2 separate regions of the Hordeum vulgare genome follow, and region 1 is linked to region 2. The links are chromatin contacts, called in public Hi-C maps. All regions are on one chromosome and are shown on one strand. Each heading gives the region's core, a stretch centred on a gene start, on an enhancer-like site or on the middle of the called end of the contact. The rest is flanking DNA. Distances are from core to core; before and after follow the strand shown. Region 1 has its middle 130 kb from the start of LOC123426596. Region 2 has its middle 170 kb from the start of LOC123426595.

The links. Hi-C and Micro-C count contacts between places; a contact is called where the count stands out from the background.
Region 1: a Hi-C map of leaf shows a contact between it and region 2, with 4 times the contacts expected there. The contact joins two enhancer-like sites. A contact is called at or near these places in 2 of 6 Hi-C or Micro-C datasets (leaf and seedling).

The regions. Positions count from the first base shown.
Region 1 is chr2H:449,676,454-449,681,927 of MorexV3_pseudomolecules_assembly, forward strand. No RefSeq gene overlaps it. Among protein-coding and RNA genes, the nearest start is that of LOC123426596, 130 kb to the right of the region's middle. Within about 2 kb of position 2,593, at least 3 of the 3 cell types and tissues checked have open chromatin away from gene starts, as enhancers often do. A contact at or near this core is called in leaf, where this site is marked.
Region 2 is chr2H:449,317,582-449,322,743 of MorexV3_pseudomolecules_assembly, forward strand. No RefSeq gene overlaps it. Among protein-coding and RNA genes, the nearest start is that of LOC123426595, 170 kb to the left of the region's middle. Within about 2 kb of position 2,855, at least 2 of the 3 cell types and tissues checked have open chromatin away from gene starts, as enhancers often do. A contact at or near this core is called in leaf, where this site is marked.

The DNA.
Region 1 (5,474 bases), core at 1,343-3,842, 360 kb after region 2:
GAGGAAGCGGCCCCCACGACAAAAATCGGGATTCTTCCTCTGATATTTCAACCGTCGGTGATGGTCGCTTCCTCCTCTTATTGTCGAAATGACATCTAATTCCTATTCTCAAAATTTTGGCATAACCTTTTCTAAAGACAGAACATTCCGAGCTCGTGAAATTTGTCAGAACGGAAATTAATCATCATTCCAGAAATTTGTGAGAACACAAAACATAGGACACTCGGAGGTTTCGATTTCATTTTCATTGTCATTTTTATTTTCAAGTGAGTGATGGTGGCGGCGGTGGGAGGGTGGTGGCGATGGGCGAGGGTGACGACAGCGCGGCGGGGTGTGGCAAGAGTGTGAGAAGGGGGAGTGAGAGAGACAGGAACGGGCGCGCTGGGGGTAGTGTAGATAAGGTGACACTAGTAGTAGCGGGGGTTGTGACACTGCGCTACCGCTAAGCACTATAGTAGTAGCGCGTGGCTATGGCCCAGCGCTACTGCTAGGGGCAGCCCCGGTGTGTGACAATGTGACCCCTTAGCATTAGCGACGTCTCGCATACACGCGCTTCTAGTACATAACTACATGTAGCGCCTCTTCTTACATCGCGCTACCACTAAGTAGCAGTAGCACCCTGAGCAAAAGTATGCTACTCATAAGTCTCCATGTATAAGGTTTTTCCTAATAGTGAGGGGCAGGCCCGTGCGAGGCCGAGGTCCACATGGACCCAGGCTGGCGCGACATGAGACTTCACAAACGCCTCCCAACGCACCGCATTACGCCACTCCCTCTGCATTGCATCCCTAACTGGCCTCTCTTTTGTCGTCATGATGCTCCGTTACGAGGAACCACTATCGCTGCGGTCGAGGTAGTGCAGGAACAAGCCTTCGCGACCACGTGGGGGACTTCCTCCTTTACATCCTTCCCGCAACAAACTCGGTAGAAACTTAATGAACTTTTGTGTAACCATTCACATTTTTCATTAAGTTTCAACCATTGAGGAGGACCTCCTCCTTTCAATGGTTGAAACCTAAAGAAATTAATCAAAACTACTCAAAATGTATTTAAAATGAATCTTATTTGAAACCCTCATCATAAAAAACATGAATATGATAAAAAAACTTAATTTAATTTTTTTGTTCAAAAGATATGAAAAAAAAATCAAAAACCAAAAGAAAAAGCACGTACAGGGAACAATGTGCCCTCTATAATATGCAATGGGAAATGATATGACAAGCGAGTATGATGAGCACCATACTACTACTACTGTATCAAAATATAAGACATTTTTTAGGATAAACTAGTCTAAAAACACCTTATATTTTGATACGAAGGAAGTTTGTTAAAAACAAAAGATAGAAAGGAAGTAGTTTACAATAGTACTCATAGTTCAGAGATCATATCATGTGCGAGAGCTCGTACGAGATGAATTAAACTTTGTGAGGAAATGTCACCAGTGACTCCAGACCGCTCGAAGGTATGAGGCATTGACAACGCTCGGTTGATGTTTTTCTTTTGTTTTACGGGATAACACTCGGTTGATGTCACTGCCTTTTTCGAAGAAGGACCCAACGCACGCATACAGACAGTGCCATCACGTTTCAGTACATACATGTATAATGATAACATATAAATACAGATGTTTTATGATAAAAAATAGTTTAATTTTTTCTCTTTAATACTCCCTCCGTATCATGATATATGACGTTTTAGCAGTTCATTTGAGCTGCTAAAACGTCATGTATTATTATGGTACAGAGGTAGTACAACTTATTATTAGTGGACATGATACAAAAATGGTATGCATGTATCTTTATTTTCTCTTCTAAATTATATTATTTTTCTTTACAAACATCCGTTTCCTGTTTAGGATCCGCTACATGATTCAAACCTACATTCAATTCTACATGACATATGAAACATTATCGTGCGACTATGCATGGTCCGTACCCTAATGTATCAAATCAAATAGTAATTGAGATACTGCACATATTTGCTCGTACGTAGGCAGAGCGGACAACCGAGTGGTTGATGTGACCAGAGTAGCTTCCTGAAAGACGAGAGATGACAAATTTGACCTTTTTTCATAAGTTTAATTAAATTTGACTTTGGTTTAAGAAAATCGAAGCTGATCCTTTTGCTATCGTCGAAGCCCTTCACGGTAAGATATAACAACCTAGCGTCAAGGCTTTTGACAGCAGAAAAATGGCCTATCATCGAAGAGGCCGGCAGGTAGCGCACGTGACCCTACCGCCAACAGATTTGACAGTAGGCACTCACGTCAACAGATTTGACAGTAGGCACTCGCGCGTACTAAATCTATAACTAAGAAATCTTTTTACGGTAAACGTTCAAATCCTACTGCTAGGAATTTTGGCGGTTGGTTATTATATCCTACGTTAATAAAATGATCAGACCAAAAGAAAATCCTAGCCCAAGTCAGATCCGGTTAAAGTTACGAAAAAGGTAAATTTTACCGCCAGAGATAGCTCGGGCAACAGTGCCTTGTGACGACGCAAAAAGAAAATCGGCGGTGGTCCACGTGCACTCATCACTGTGAGGCCAACGTCGCTTTGTGGCTGTGTAGAGAAACTGCTGCTGTAACGTCAAGACACTTTACATGCTACAGTGGTGCGTGCATGTACAACACGTGCAACATTGACTGACTGGCCCACCCAGGAAAACAACAAGCGAGAAAAGTAGACCATCTTCAACAACGCGCTTGGACCGACGTCAAAAAACTTATATACAACACGCGGTTAGCTTTTTTAGACGTCGTTCAGCAGATGCTATTAATTTAGCGCGCGTGCGGCGCTCCAACACATACATATAGATAAAAATACATAGATAATATAGATAATATATTTTACATATAGATAATAAAACATACTCCCTCTGTTTCTAAATATAAGTCTTTTTAGAGGTTTCACTAGTGGACTATATAGGGAGCAAAATGAGGGAGTAGATAATATAGATAATATATTACATATAGATAAAACTAGTTCAGCACAAAGATAATAAAACTAGTTCAACACATAGATATTAAAATTAGCATATATAGATATAAAACTACTCCGAGTTGTCACTGTGGGTGCTGTCGGAGGTAGATAGAAACGCGTCCTCCCAACGTTCATCGTCGGAGGTGAAGATGGACGCCAAACCGGCTTCGACGGGCCCGCACTGCGATACAGCGAGTAACTTGCGCACATGCCTGTCGTGCGGCTCCGCGCGACGCCTTGCCGTCCTCTCCGCCCAGTAGGCGTTCTCGGCGGCGACGTCCTCCGGGTGGCGCCGGCGCCACTCCGCCATGCGCCGCTCGTCCTCCTCGGCGACGAGCAGGAGCCGCTGCTGCTGACGGTGCTCTGCACGGTCTTTCTCTATGATCAGACAAGGGGGAGGGGCGAGGTTCTGCGCCTGCTCGCGCGTGTAGACGTCGTGGAAGTTCATTTGCGCGCGAGGCCGCCCTAGTCGCCACGCCGCCACGTCGTACGCGCGGGCGGCCTCGTGCGCGGTCTCGAACGTGCCGAGGCCGAGGCGAACGTCGCCGGACCGGATCTCGGCGTAGTAGGTGCCGGAGGGGCGTTCACCGACGCCGCGGTAGCCCGACGATGAATGGCGGAGCGGCGGCAGAGGGAGCGGCGAGGGAGCGGCGAGGGAGAGGCAGAGGAAGAGTCGAGAGCGCGAGGGAGAGGCGCGTGGCTGTGTGAGCAGCCGCGTGGCGGGCGCGGCATTCTATAGCGCGCTGAAAGCGGCGCGCCAAATCTGGCGCACGGTCGCCCGCTTTCTCCCCCGCGCGCGCTTTTTTGCCGAGTCCGCTGGAGCGCGAGAATTCGTCCCGCGCGCGCTAAAAATGGTGTTTACCGCGCGCGCACGTTTTTTGCGGCCACTGTTGGAGATGCTCTTAGGGCGGTGTTTGGTTATCGTCGGTCATTTCCAGCGGTTGTATGGGGTGAACTTTAGAGCAACTAATTTATTTCGTTCGTCCGTGTCCGTTTGGCTCGTTAGAGCAACTCCAACCGACAGATCAGAACAAATGGCGTTTTTATTTGTTTTTTATTTATTTGGATCGGTCTGACGGACAACAACGTTGATTTTACATTTGGGTTGACGCATGCGTCTACGTTGGTTCGACCCATTTTGACGGCGCGTTAAAAAATTTGCAAACATTTAAAAAAACATAAATTAAACAAGTCGGTCACGAAGGCCGGCAAGAGTCCACGCGTCCCCATTGCATTAATTGAACATTAAAAAAATTGCGCGCTACCCTAGGCATCCTCGTCTTCGGCGGCAGGGGCGGTGAGGCGTCGGCGCACGACCGGCCCAGGGGAACGCCGTGTTCCAAACAACGTTGATGTCGGGGGCACGCAGTGCTGGTGGCGGCGGTGGGGGCGGTAGCGCAGCACGGGCGCGCTCCTGCTCCTTCCTCACCAACCATTCCTCCTCTACTTCCCGTTCGAGCTTCATCTGTCGCGCGCCATCGGCGCGCTCCTCCGCCACGCGCAGTGCCCTCCAATGATGGAGGTAGGCGGCCTCCTGCTGCAATGTCGCGCCCAACCACATAGGTGGTGCGCTGACCCACTCACTGAGGTAGTCGGTCCACTGGTAGACCTCTGGTTGTGGCTCCGTGGGCTACGTCTTCGACGGAGGAGGCACGATGCAATCAACGATGGCGGACAGCGCGATGGCCTCCGCGAGCTGCGCCTCGTACGTCATGTCCTCTTCCTCGGCCTTGCGTCTCTCTTCCTCCTTGCTCTTGCGGAGTGCGGCTGCCAGCACCACCGAGTAGGCGGCCTCCACCTTCTGTTCCTCATTGCGAACGATGGGCGGGGGCGGCGGAGGGCCTGGCTGCACGCCGCGCCGGCGCTGCTCCTCGTGCTCGAGCGCGAACCAAACCTCTGAGTGGGGTAGTCGACCGCATAGATGGGATTCTGTCGCTGCTCCGGCGTCAGTTGCTGCCGCCGGCGACTCACCTCCTCCGCATGAGCCCGCGCCGACCGCGGCACGGCCGGCACGGGGATCCTTTGTGGATCCAAATGCAAGTGGTGCGGGAGGGTCATGTTCGGGTACGGAAGCGGGATACGGTGCTCCAAGTGCCACTATGCTTGATGCATCGGAACGCTGACCCGCTGGCGAGGTCGACGGGGGCAGCGTGCGGGGATAGACGACGGGGTCTTGCCCTTGATTTGGACGGAGCCGTCATGGTTGCTGTCTAGGGTTTGGTCGCTGGCGAGGGAGCAGAGAGGTGGCGAGATGGGGACGGGTGTCTAGAAGCACATGAGGTCGAACCACACCGCACGCTCGGATTAAAAAAGGTTGACCACGGTCGCTAACGTGTGTGCCCGTGGAGGGTGGTCGACATTAATTACGTTGACTGTGGGTAGTTGGATGACCCGTGTGTGTGGATGGGGCGCACACCGAGAGTGCACGTGCGTCCACGCCGACGCATTTATGTCCCAAATTAGGGTCGGAAATGGGTCGGCGTGGATATG
Region 2 (5,162 bases), core at 1,605-4,104:
ACTTACGACTTGCAGGCAATTTATAAAGTTCATGAGTTTATTTTTCTAGAGACAATGCCTTTTTTTGCGAATACGTAAAAATTATGTATCATTGCATTGATAGGAGAGGTAAAAAATACAGTTATTTTTCTAGAGACAATGCCTTTTTTTTCTAGAGACAATGCCTACTTATAATTAAAGACACATAGCGTCCATTAGGCTGGCCATAGTGGGGAGTATCATATAGTAGTATTATGCATATGATACTATTGTATGATACTACCTTCATAAGAGCAAGTACAATAAGGTACAGTCAGCAGGCTGTAAGGATTAGAATACTATATTTTTGCTGAGTTGAATAAGAGAGAAGAGGAGAGAGAAGGGAAGCGGACTCTTCGTGAAGAGCTAGCTCTAGCACGTGCTCCCAGGTGTTTTGTGAAAATAAAAGGTGGGTCATATATGATAAAAGTAGTACTCTTTTATAGCTAACTATTGTAGAAGCTAGCTATAAGATGGGTTATAAGATGGCTTATAGCCAGCAGTTGGCTATACTATTAACCATGTTCTAATGCACTGTATCATAAACTAGTATCATAGATGACCTTATTTATTAACATGCATGATACATAGTAGCATAGCATTTAACATGTTACGGTATCTATCTATATTACTATAACATCCTCTCTCTCTTCTTTGATTGTCTGTCACATCAGCATGTTTGCTAGTCCCAAGTACATGATGCTATCTAAGTTACTCCCACTATGACCAGCCTTAGGTGTACTAAAGCTGGATAATTAGTTTCTGTCACCCAAATAAAGAAACAATTATGAGGGTGCAGATATGTAATGTGATGAAGCTTCCAGAACATTGTCATGGACCAGTGAAACAAGCCACGTCTAGGTTGTATAGCATACGTTAATATAAAAGCATACGTTAACTACGCGTTGATGTTTGAACATGAGGCATCATGGCCTTGGACAGGTTGGCATTGCATTTCGTCAATCTCGCTGTAAAAAAAGTTGCTGAGAAAACCGACACTTTATGTTGTCACGAGAAACCAAAAACTACAGTATGTTCACGAGAAGAGCCAGGCACCTCATGTTGTCACGAGACCTATCTCTTTCATCCAGAAGAAGACACCTTTGTTAGCACCAAGTAGGTGCCTAAGCCAGTCTAGCCAGTGCGTCATTCATTCATTTTGTCTTGCTAAAAAATTGATTCAGCTCCTTCCTAACTAGTGTATATGGTACTGCACCGCACCTATACATGCAAAGTTATTAAAGTTTGAGATCTGTCTCCTGGTCCTGGCTTCCTAAAACGTTAGACAAAATAATGTATAACTGTTGCAGTTTTAGTGTGTTTGCTTCTTCTTAGAAGCTTCAACCCAGATTCAGTAGTAGTGCCCATCTGGGGCAGGCAATCAACGCTTTGATTGTGGTTAGCCTCGCGTATTATTATTTTTGAAGGTTGAATGATTGAAGCTTTGTTTTAGAGGCCTCTTGTTTTTATACAATTAATTATGGACACAAATCAGTGATTCATGTGCATTTGTGGTATTTTCACTATCTTATTGTGGCAATTTTCAGGACCCATCTACTTATGACCAATGCTAGTATCAAAATCAATTCTTTTATCCAAAAAAAACTTGATGGGGAATTAAAAATCTCAAAGCGAGATATTACAGTACGATTTATTGGAGATACCGCATTCTCCAATATACTTCAAAAGTCACACAAGTAGGGAAAGGATATATATTACCACCTTTTTTACACATGAGATCCATGTACAGTAAGTATTTCTTGATCTGTTTCTGCTCATTACAGAACATCGTCTTTATCAAAAATATTACAGAAGATTGTAAACCATTATTTTTCACATAGTACGGGTGTAGTGATTGCAGAAGAACCTGATTATCCAGCTGATTATGAAATAATCTCAATTCCATCCGTGCATAGAACGGATTGTAATTGTACGGATGGGCGATGCAATATTGCGAATCTTAATAGTGCTTTGTTTAATAGGTTTCTCTAGGGAGCAAATGATGCTCCTTAGAGTTGACTTGAAACTTTTGTTTGAGGCTCTGACCTTGAATCATTTGACTTTTTCAGAATATAACAGCAACTCTTAATCATTGGTGCTATTTTAATCAGAGTGCCATGATAATGAAGAAAGAAAAGGCATCTGTCTTTGTCTCATCAGTTCTCAAAATTCAAGGCCCATTCCTTTAGAAATTTGTTTATACGAGACGAGGTGGATACTCCAATCTATACCAGTGCAATGTTCCCATCATAAGTAGAGCACACCATCTAATTAAGTAGTACGCCAGCAATCATGTGACTATTTTTAGTTGGAAACTGTGGTCTTGGCATGTTGTCGAAAATGCCTGCGCTTCTTTCCTTCTTGGTTCAGGGGCGGCTGTCTGATTACAAAATACCCTACACCCTCCTAATGATCTCACCGTTTCCCTTTTATGCCATGAATTATTAAGCTCACCAGACACGCTATCAACACGGAGTTGAGAAACAGTCATATCAGATCCATAATTTCCATGCACGGCTCTCTGAAAGTGATGTTTCGAAACCGGAAAATTGGCGGCCAAAGCTGACCTGCTAAATCCTCTGAGCTCAGCAGACAAGCAGGTGAAGGAGGTGCGGTGTTTCCTGGCTGTTGTTAGCATGGCTCGTGTACTATTTCACCCCTCAACTCGGCTGTCAGGCAAGCGCCGCGTCTGAAAGGCTAAAAGATATTGGCCTTGTTTGAGTTGTCTTTGCCTGTTGTTCTCATTCATTTTCCTGAAGCGATCTCATCTCAACTTTCAGTCGGTGTGATTGGAAACAGATGCAATGACTCGTGTTATCCTGGAGTTGGCACGGGAGAGATTCCTGATCGATGCACGCCTGAGGATGGGCGGGCAGCAATCAGCACATGAGACACAACCACCATAACTTCTCTTGTCTCTCCCCACACTATATTTCCAGATTCCATCTGGCCTACCCTATATTTCAGGTCACATGTACACAAACGTGGTTCTTGAAAGGCACTTTGTCTTGTCATTTGCTACTTTCTTGCCTGGTTCAAGTTACAGTGAAAATGGAGTCTCTTACGCAGCCGTCCCCTCCGCCAAAAGATTAGGATTTCTTCGCCGGCGTCGGTGCCGGTCCGCCTCGTCTTCGATGGCCTTAGGGCCATAAAGGCACGGTTGAACCCGATCCTTGCCAGTGGAAAGGCTCCGTGTTTAGATACGTTTTTGAGTTTTGTTAGGGTTTATGTTCTCCTGAATAAGGCGAGACGGCGGCGGCTTCTTGAAGATAAAATAAAAAAAAAATTCTGCCTAGCCCCTGTTTCAATAGTGCATCTAGCATCGTCGATGCACGTGTGAAGGTGTATATCCGGCAGATCTGTTTTTGATGAATTTGTTCGAACATGTTCGTCGTTTGTCTACGTTCATGTATCTTTAGGTTAGATTCTTTCGATCTACATTACTTTTCATCAACAGCGATTGATGTTCAGCGATTGATGTTCAGCGATTGATGTTCTGATGCGTTGGTCCTATAAAGTTTTAGCACGATGACTTTTCGACTGTCTACGATAACAAGTTTTGTCCAGCTTCAATGAGTGAGGGATGATGACAAGACGCGCCTTGGACTCGTTTTAGTGTCCATAGTCACCGCTAAATGGTCTATAAATATTAATATAGTTTTTAATATTTCCTATGTTCGTTGTACTACCATATTTAAAGACAAATAGATGGGATGTTTTATCTAAACAAAAAGGTTACAGTGAATATGAGGAATACGAACAGAGATGCTACTAGATATGTAGGGTAGCATTGATCGACACCTTTCGAGAACTCACCTGGGTGAAAATCCAGACGGTTAGGTTTGAGTCTTATCCTAGTTGTATCTTGGTGATCTTTCTTTTTTCAGAGCAGTGGCAAAAGATTTGCCTTATTAAATTTGTAGAGAAACCCTGCAAAAAAAGTAGAAAAGAGACTTTGTTACACATGTCACATTTACATTCACAAAATAATACTCCGATTCGTTCCAAAATTTTCATCTTAAATTTATTTAGATATATATCTGAAGACGGACCGGTGGAAGATGGCGGCGATAGCACACGAGTGCGTCAGATCGGTTTTGTGTCCTAGACCCGGTATGTGACAGATGGCTTGACCGGATCTGTTGGGGCTTCCGACTTTTGATGTTAGGCTTAGGTAAGTGATCTGGGTATGTGGCCCAGCTAGCACCCCTTCATCATATGGATAGGAGTAGCGACAGATGTTGCGAAGATGACGGATTCAGACATATTGTTGTAATACTTTATAACGTCCTCGAGAATAATCAATAAAATGGCCGCATGCATCTCCCTGATGCAGAGGCCGGGGGTCATCCTCCTTTTCTAAAAAAAAAAGAAGATACATCCGTATTTAGATAAATTTAAGAAAAAAAAATGTAACAAAAAAAGTACATCCTAGTTTTCTTTTTTTACACCGACCATGACCGAAGGTCGGCTTCATTAGCTATGTTATCGATGGTATCCATTCTTGTTATGGAAAACTTAGGCATTCCTTTCGTTTTAGATGATCCACACGATACAAGCATGATAAACGAGGCTATTACTTTTTTATATGGAACGCCTGCGCCGGTTCTATTTACATATCAATCCTTATCGGAATTCTCAAGATTCCATCAATCTCATCTTTAAGGCCTTGTTTGGTATTAGAGTTTTTGAACAGATAGATGAGGATAATCCCGACAAAGATTGGTGGAGACACTAACCTTCACCCAACCCCTTCAAATCCTCATTTATCCTCAATCCACTAGGTAGGGGTAGTGTATTCGGTATTGAGAAAAACGCACTAAAATTTAAGATTTGTGAGGAAATGTGGGAATGAAACATGTCAAATACACTAGAACCAAATGTTTATGAAATATGTGGGGATTTAAGGGTTTGATCGGGATAGTCTCCATTAATTTCCTAAAATAGACTAGTATCAAACAAGGTCTAAGGCTGTTCGTACTGGTAATATCATAATTAGGTGGATTCACAATCCACTGCCTTGATCCACTTGGCTACATCCGCCCCTTATCCAGCTAAAGGATTTTTTTTTCCGTTGATCATTATTCTATTTATTCTGACCTCCGTACTTCGATCGAATGCATGCGAACTAAGTAATTTTGATG